Regions from separate parts of the Salmo salar genome. Here region 2 is linked to region 1. A link is a contact called in public Hi-C data. All regions are on one chromosome and are shown on one strand. The core of a region is the stretch at or near the end of the contact, and the rest is flanking DNA. Distances in the headings are between cores, read along the strand shown. Region 1 holds the start of LOC106577185 (methylcytosine dioxygenase tet3-B). Region 2 holds the start of LOC106577251 (eukaryotic translation initiation factor 4E).

The links. Hi-C and Micro-C count contacts between places; a contact is called where the count stands out from the background.
Region 2: a contact with region 1 is called in a Hi-C map of muscle, with 6 times the contacts expected there. The contact joins the promoter of LOC106577251 here to the promoter of LOC106577185 in region 1. A contact is called at or near these places in 2 of 3 Hi-C or Micro-C datasets (gill and muscle).

What each region holds. Positions count from the first base shown.
Region 1 is chrssa18:30,795,263-30,799,193 of Ssal_v3.1, forward strand. LOC106577185 (methylcytosine dioxygenase tet3-B) reads left to right here and starts at 1,797. Exons shown (of 11, transcript XM_014155012.2): 1 at 1,797-2,106; 2 at 3,154-3,931. The coding sequence starts at 3,344. It also overlaps the pseudogene LOC106577186.
Region 2 is chrssa18:30,945,794-30,949,600 of Ssal_v3.1, forward strand. It overlaps LOC106577251 (eukaryotic translation initiation factor 4E), which reads left to right and starts at 2,177. Exons shown (of 7, transcript XM_014155185.2): 1 at 2,177-2,306; 2 at 3,722-3,807. The coding sequence starts at 2,274. LOC106577185 (methylcytosine dioxygenase tet3-B) reads left to right here. Exons shown (of 11, transcript XM_014155012.2): 11 at 1-1,812.

The DNA of each region.
Region 1 (3,931 bases), core at 547-3,046:
ACTGAACAGTGGTGCTGTTTCACCTGACGCTGACTGAACAGTGGTGCTGTTTCACCTGATGCTGACTGAACAGTGGTGCTGTTTCACCTGATGCTGACTGAACAGTGGTGCTGTTTCACCTGACGCTGACTGAACAGTGGTGCGGTTTCACCTGATGCTGACTGAACAGTGGTGTGGATTTCAGCTTTAAGCTTAGTCCTGGACTAAAATGCACTTTCAGTAAAGAATCTCCATCTAGCAGGCTTTTTAATGCAGGTCCAATACAAGTCAGCTTAATCTGGGTCTGTGAAAACTACCCACAAACTCATTATACCTATGTCGCTCTGCCAACGTCTAGACGTTTAAGCTGTCAGAACTCTGTAGACATATACCCATTTCTTCTGGATCTCTGGTGAGGTTTACCCATTCATTTCGATGATAGTAGTCTGTTATTGCCGGATGAATTGCCTGCACACTATGCAGCGCATCAGAACCAGGGTTTGTGTCACTGGATGTGTACTACTGTATGTTCTGTATTGTATTTCTGTATTATCATCACTAGTGAAGTCTGCAGCCGCCCTTACCTCCAGCTACGAAGGAACGGACAAAGTGATAGTCCGCCTGAGTGTGGTTGGGGATCACAGGACGACCACAGATGGAGACTGCAGCATCCATTGCCATGATGTGTGAGTTCAATCAGGACCCGAATGCATCCATAACTATGCAAAGAAAAAAACACAACAGCTACATGACATTCTCACCCAGCATTAAAAAGGACAACGCTCGAGGTCATCATCAGACCACCAATATAACTTACTAACACTGACATTCTGCCTTGCCTTGAGAGACACATAATGATGTGAGGCATAACGTTGTAAGCTGTTGATCACTGAAACAATGTATAATCAAGACATAGTTTGGTTAGCTGGCTAGTTACGTATCAAAACTAAAAAAGAGCTAGTAGTAGCTAGCTGTCATTGAAGTCGAGTTATCGTGCTACCGTTACTAGCAGATTAACGTTAACTAGTCAACTAGCTACAATTTCCAATCTCTACTATTGAATGGACTGTTCAAACACTGACTCACAGTTCAATCGACTGTTGCTGTACTAATAACTTATATTAGCCATTTTACCCACTGCAAGGTCAACACTGTCAGATGAACAAACGTTGCAAAACGGATCTCGCTAGCGGCGCGTTAGCATTTGCAGGTAGCCTCCATCTCTTCCTGATTCCCCAAAGAAACCTGTCTAGCGGGCACTCGTTGAGACAACCTCACCGAGCGACAATTGTGAGTTCAGTTTCCGGTCACTATTTTTGCGAGAAACGCGTAGCTAAAGAATAGCCAAACGTGCTTAGACAAACAGCAATACAAAAAACAACTGGCTACCGGTTAAATGTATGTATGAAGGGTTAAGGCACATGTTTTTATGATCACTAACTGTTGCCCTTCATGTGCACAGATCGAGTGTCGCACTGTCGCATGTGAATAACGTCATTGATAAATAACAAAAATGGCATAATTAAACCATAAATGTGTCAATTAATAATATGTCAACAACTGCCTAAACACTTTATCATTTTCTACATATAGGGTCATATAGTATTTGTGTGGAGCAGGTTAGTGTTTTTAAAGGTGTTATTATTACACAGTTCTGAAATATATTTTTAAAGCTGTTATTATTACACAGTTGTAAACCATACAGAATATGACGCAAAACATTAGCTTGTTAAAGGTTATCTAGGGTTTGAAGTAGTTTGATAGTAGTTTGTTACCTCTACTCATTAGAGAAAGTAGACAAATGCTCCATTCCAGGTTTTCCCAAAGACCCTTCACTCCAGAGCTGAGTTGACTCGAGACAGTAGGTCGCGTCTGGGAGAGGAGGGAGAGAGGGCTTCCCCGAATGGATTGACACAAGAAGGATTTACGCTATAAATTGTGTTTTATTCAGTATGGCTATATAGATGTTTGATAAATACAGTATTGGTAGATTGAGTCAATGTATCAGCGTTGTAAAGAAGAGCTACTAACCTGCCATATTTTCCGAGTGAAACCAATACAATGATCGTCAGTGTCTATCAGGAGTGGAATATTATTAGCAATTCAGACAGTGCAACTGTCTCTCTGGTATGTAAAGTATTTGAGCTGCCTTTTAAAGTCAACGTGTAAATAACATCTAAACCAACAACACGTATGTTATTTGTGACATTCACGAATAGCTTAGTCAGCCATCCAATGCCACTAGTGTCAAATACTCGATATTTTTCCGACATTTGGTCAAGTGCAAGAAAATCTACTCGACGCGGCAAAAAGTGTTGCAAGCTGGTTACAACATTGTCATTACGCTTCCGTCCGAAACTCTTGCAGTAAAAAAGTAGGCCGCGAGCCAAGTCCGGTGTTGTGTGATAGCCTGTACTTTTTAAAGGGCTTCACTTCTGCCTTTTAACTGTTAAATGGCTTAGCCTAAATATAAAATAAATACCACCGCCATGCGGAAGCAGAAGGAGCGTTTGGAGATTTTAGCATATTGATTAATAATACAAATCTATTATTGATATTGCAATGAATCATTTATTTATAGGACATGGTTATTGTGTAATCTGTTAACTACATGGTAATAAGCATGTCTCTACTTCACGGATCATTGCTTTGACAAGGTGTTGTGTGTTGTAAACTGTTTAGTCGGCTAAGCCAAATACGGACCGTATTTGGCACGGCAGGCCCAGCGCCATTCCTTTCGTTAAAGGGACACAGTAGGGAAAACTGCAGTAGCCTAAAGTGGGCTCACAAGGCGAGTTTATTGAACATGATCAGTTGAAAGTGAAAGACGGCTGGTAACTCGACAATCTTCAACACTATACAACTAACCCATATAGTTACACCTGATACCTCATACATGTTCTATTTGCAGTCACACGCTTCATTGCCCGAATGCAACACCATGCAATTCAAGATTTCTAAACATCTGCTACAAATTATACAATTGGGTTCTACTATACCCAGTACCTACAAAAAAAAACGTGTGACCAGGCATGTTTTGTTAGGAAAATAAAAAAGTTTTCTCCTTAGTGTTCAGTCAAACACGGATGTGTTTGGGTGTGTTATATAGTGCACTAATAGAGAAACAGACAGTTATTTTAACATATTTTTATTTTCTTGATCAATTCCCTCCAGGTCCTTGCACAGCTTTTCAACATGGTGGGAAAATAACTCAGCATTTGCGTGTCAGTGTAAGCCAGTAATCCAATCTCAAAAAAATTAAGGAAGAGAGAAAAAAAAGTTGAAGTTGGAGCACAGCTGAGAACAACCATTCACCTGGTTCCCATGCCGACTGCCCCATCTCTGCCCTCTCACATCCTCCACTATGCCTCCTACTCCCAAACCCCCTAAGAGACAACCCCCACCACAGACAAGGAATGGCTGCAAGGTGATACCCACAACAACAACCACCACCACCGCCAAGAGACAGATCTCCAACTCCAGCAAGTCCAGAGGAAAAGCCTTTGAGAGCCCACAGTCGACACCAAAACCACCCCGAAGATCCACAACCAGGACCCAGGCCCAGCCGGCCAGAAGCCCAGGGAGGAGTGGGGTTGGCAGGCTTGGCACGCTTGGCAGTCAGGTCCCGGGGGGGTCCCCTGGTAGGGTTAACCATGCCCCTGTGCATGTAACAGGATCAGTGAGGCTAAGGAGCCGGGGTAATCCTCTGCTCCAGCATGGGGTGGGAGAGGATCCGCCGGGGCGCAGGATGTCCTTACGGGGCATGGGGTGCTCCAAGAAGTTTCCTCCCCTGACGGTAAAGCCTTGCAGGGGAGGGAAGAAAGCCAGGGGCAGGGGAGCGAGGGGAGCAAGGGGTCAGAGATGGAGCGAAAGAGGGATTGAGCAAGGACCTGAGGAGTCTGACCCTGGTAGTATAGACCCTAGTGTGATTGACCAAGAGAAAGAGCTAGTC
Region 2 (3,807 bases), core at 927-3,426, 150 kb after region 1:
TTAACCCAGGTCTGGTTCACTGTCTGAACTTCCAGAGTGTTTTAAATAGGACGTGTCTGTTTTTGATACAGACACAGCTAAAAAGACCACATAAAACCTGTTCAGAAATGGTGACTATATTACTGTATGTTTCTTACAGGCGCTGACAGCATCTCTATCCTCTCTTTTTAACTGACTAGGGCATTGATTGACAGTTATGTTTGTCCATATACTGGGTATAAATACATTATACAAGTGTGGAGAGAACCAAACAAACCCTTTGTTTCTCATTGCCTCGTCTTTACTCTTTGGGTGAAGCTGCTCTGACAGAATAAAATACTCCTCAGATCATTTCAGCTGCTGTAACAGTGTTGAAATGTTGTTAAAACGTTGTTTACATACCATTTACATAACTGTTTCATGGGATCTGAATGTGGCATACAGGGTTGGGGTTAATTCGTGTCATTTCAGAAAATAACGGTAATATTCAGAGAGAATTTTCCAATTCAACCTTATTCATTCAAATTAATTTGAAAATCCTGGATAGAAGGCTATTGAAATAGAATCAACCTCAATGCTGGTGGCATACTGTTTCAGGGTCAAAATGTAGTCACTTTCTGATGGTGCTAACTCGTCAAAATGTGATGCTGCACTGATAAACGCCTGTGTTTATTCTAAGGGTGATGTTATGATGCTTTTTGCATGACTAGCATTTGTTGTTTCCCTTCTGGATGGGCATGCCATACCTTTGTGCTCTACCGTCTCTGTCCTGAATGCATTTTGTACTACAGTACTTCAATCTTGTCACTGGTCAACTTGAACAGAGTTACAGAGTAGCATCAATTCTCTGCATCTTTTCATCATAAGTTCTAGGTCTATCATGTATTGAGTCAGACAGTAGACCTCTGCAGTATACAGTATAAACCTGCTTTGATAGGGGGAACCACGTAGGGTATTCATCAATGCTCACATTAGTCCATCATAACCATGTAAATATGGGCCCATTCACTAATACTGCAATTGATTAGGCATCTGTTGTATTGATCTGTATCAGTATATGCTGGATCTAATGCAGCTCAATGCAGATAAAGCACATTTCACTGGTGCTTTCATTTGAGTAATACACAGATCTGGATATATGTTTTTTGTATGTCTGTTGTTTTTCTCTTTGTTTCTCAGGTGTGAGGTTGTTCATTTACCCAGGCTTCAACCCAACTAGGGCACACACAGTCTCCTAACACAACTCTCTTTCTTCCAATAATGTTGTCAACAGATTGACAAAGTCAAACCATATACTTAGATTTTTCCTCTGAGATAAATGTTGACACATAGATTGAATGCATTTTATACAAAGTAGCTGCAGTACATATATAGTCTATTACATTATATTTAATGTAGGCCGTTGCAAGTTAATTATGTGGTAGAAAACAGTCACTTTAAAACGTTTCCAGCTTTACATAAGACAGTTTGTAAGAGAATAAACTTTTGTAATTGTTTCACTTGAAGATTTCTTGGTTCTACCATTATGTGTGACTTGAAAACTGTGTTAACCTACATGTACATCAAGGAGGAAAAACTAGCACCAGCATTTTAAAACTCAAAGGTTTTTATTGGAATAAAACTGTATAAAATAAATATTTCATGTGGAACTGACAGTTTTACTGTACTATTCATGGTTTGTAGATAACAGTCTTGTTATTTTGCAACTGATTGACAAAATGACTGTACATAACTAAGGTGTATATCAGTTTGACAGTTTTGAGAAAATACTAAATTCAGCATTCCTGTCAATGGCTACCCCCTGGTGAAATAAAGATGTATTTATATTTTGGACTTGTTGTGTGTCTTTTTGCTTTATTGACAATAAGTGACTTCAAAGTATACAAACTATAATACTTGTGTGTGTTTGCGCGCGCGTGTGTGTGTGTGTGTGTGTGTGTGTGTGTGTGTGTAGTCTCAGGTGAACATAACAGATGCCAATACCCCTGATTAGATATGTGTGTGTAGACCCTCAATAATGTACTTTTGGGAATAGATGGTAACCAGTAGAACAAACAAGATAGCTTACCTTATTCCCCGGGTCCATTCCTTTGTCACAGTGTAGTGGAGACTTAAATATTTGTAGTATTATAATTGGAGTAAATAGTGATAATATACCTGCGTGCGAAATGTCTACTGTCAGAGAGCGGGCTTTCTGCCATTCACATGCTCTTGAACTAAAAAGGCTTCCGTATATTTTTGAGTGATTCGTGACGCACCAGCTCCGAACGGACAGGATCATTTTTACAGGCAAGATGGCGACTTCGGAGCCGGTAAGCGAGATCGAGGTATGTGGACATTTCACGAATAAAAACGGAATTTAGAACCCATCCTTTTTTTATTTCGTTAAGTTTCATCTTATAGGGTTCAAATCTACCAGGTTTTAATGGACTATTTTGCTCGAGGATCTATGAAAGTGCGGGTGTCTGGTTCCAACATGCTCAGCAATACTAGCGATGGATTTAGGGGGTGGCATTGGCGACTGTTGGCAGGGAGTGACTGGACATAGCTAGGTAGTTCCTACTTGGTTCATTGAGTCAATACAATTCAATATATTACACTGTTACTGTGTCCCTTCAAAACTATTGATCGTATTTGTGATTGGTTTTATTTACACGATAAAAATTGTGACATCTGGACACGTGTGTCTGTGCTGTGTTAGCTAGATTTTACGTTAATGTTACCTTGCTAACTATAGCTAACTAGCCTGATAGCTAATGTTAACTAACTTGCTGCCACGGGGCTTGCTCATTTGAATCTGCACATTTTTGCACAAATGTACCTGTTTTGGGGCCAAATTGAATGCATTACTAGTTGTAACTAGTTAGCTAGCTAAATTGTTCCCAGTTAGCTAATTCAATAATGTCAGATTGTCGTATAGCTAACTAGCAACTGTAGTTAACGTCAAAAGTGGTTTAGTTGGCTAGTTAACGTACTGGTGAGTGGCATCAGCCCCATCCAGCAGGCGCATGACTTGCGGCGAATCAGAGATGAGGCATATGGACGGTCTAGCTAACTACTTAGGAGCTAGCTACCGAGTAGTAGCTAGAGTTTCAATCACATGTGGCTCTCTAGTAGTAGTAGTAGTAGCTATTAGTAATGGCGTTTGGCTTAGTCTCAGGTGAACAGAAAACGTAGCTAACTAGCTAACCACATTGACAAAACAGAGCCGGATAGCCATTGTCACCTCACATCACCTTGTTCTAGATCTTTCAATAGTGGAAGTCTAGATCTTCAGCATCTCCTTCACAGATGTTGGTAGATATTCAGTAGACATGTAGAGGCATTGTATGTATCATTCAGTAGTAGAAATGGCAGAAATCCTAGTTTTGTCTTTATACAAAACGTTACGATGTAGTCCGACATGGATAGAATACCTGCACATGTGGTATTGTTTTAGTGTCAGTGGTAGTTTTATTAAATGTAACCTTTGTTTAACTAGGCAAGTCAGTTAAGACGTGTTCAGGAGCAGAATGACCGATTTTTATCTTGTCAGCTCGTGGATTCGATCTACCAACCTTTCAGTTACTGGCCCAAACGCTCTAACCACTAGGCTACCTGTCGCCCCAGTTAGTATCCAGGATTATTTTGATATGATTGTGTATGTTAGGAGCTATTGGCAGGATGGGTCTAAGGATGTCAGATTTCCTGCAAACAGCTAATATTGTACTGATGAATGTTTTTGCTGTGTCATCCCATCCAGAATGCACCTGAAACAGAAGATCCCCAACCTGAAGTAATCCCCACTGCACCACCTGTGGTCACTGGTTCTGAGCAGTACATCAAACA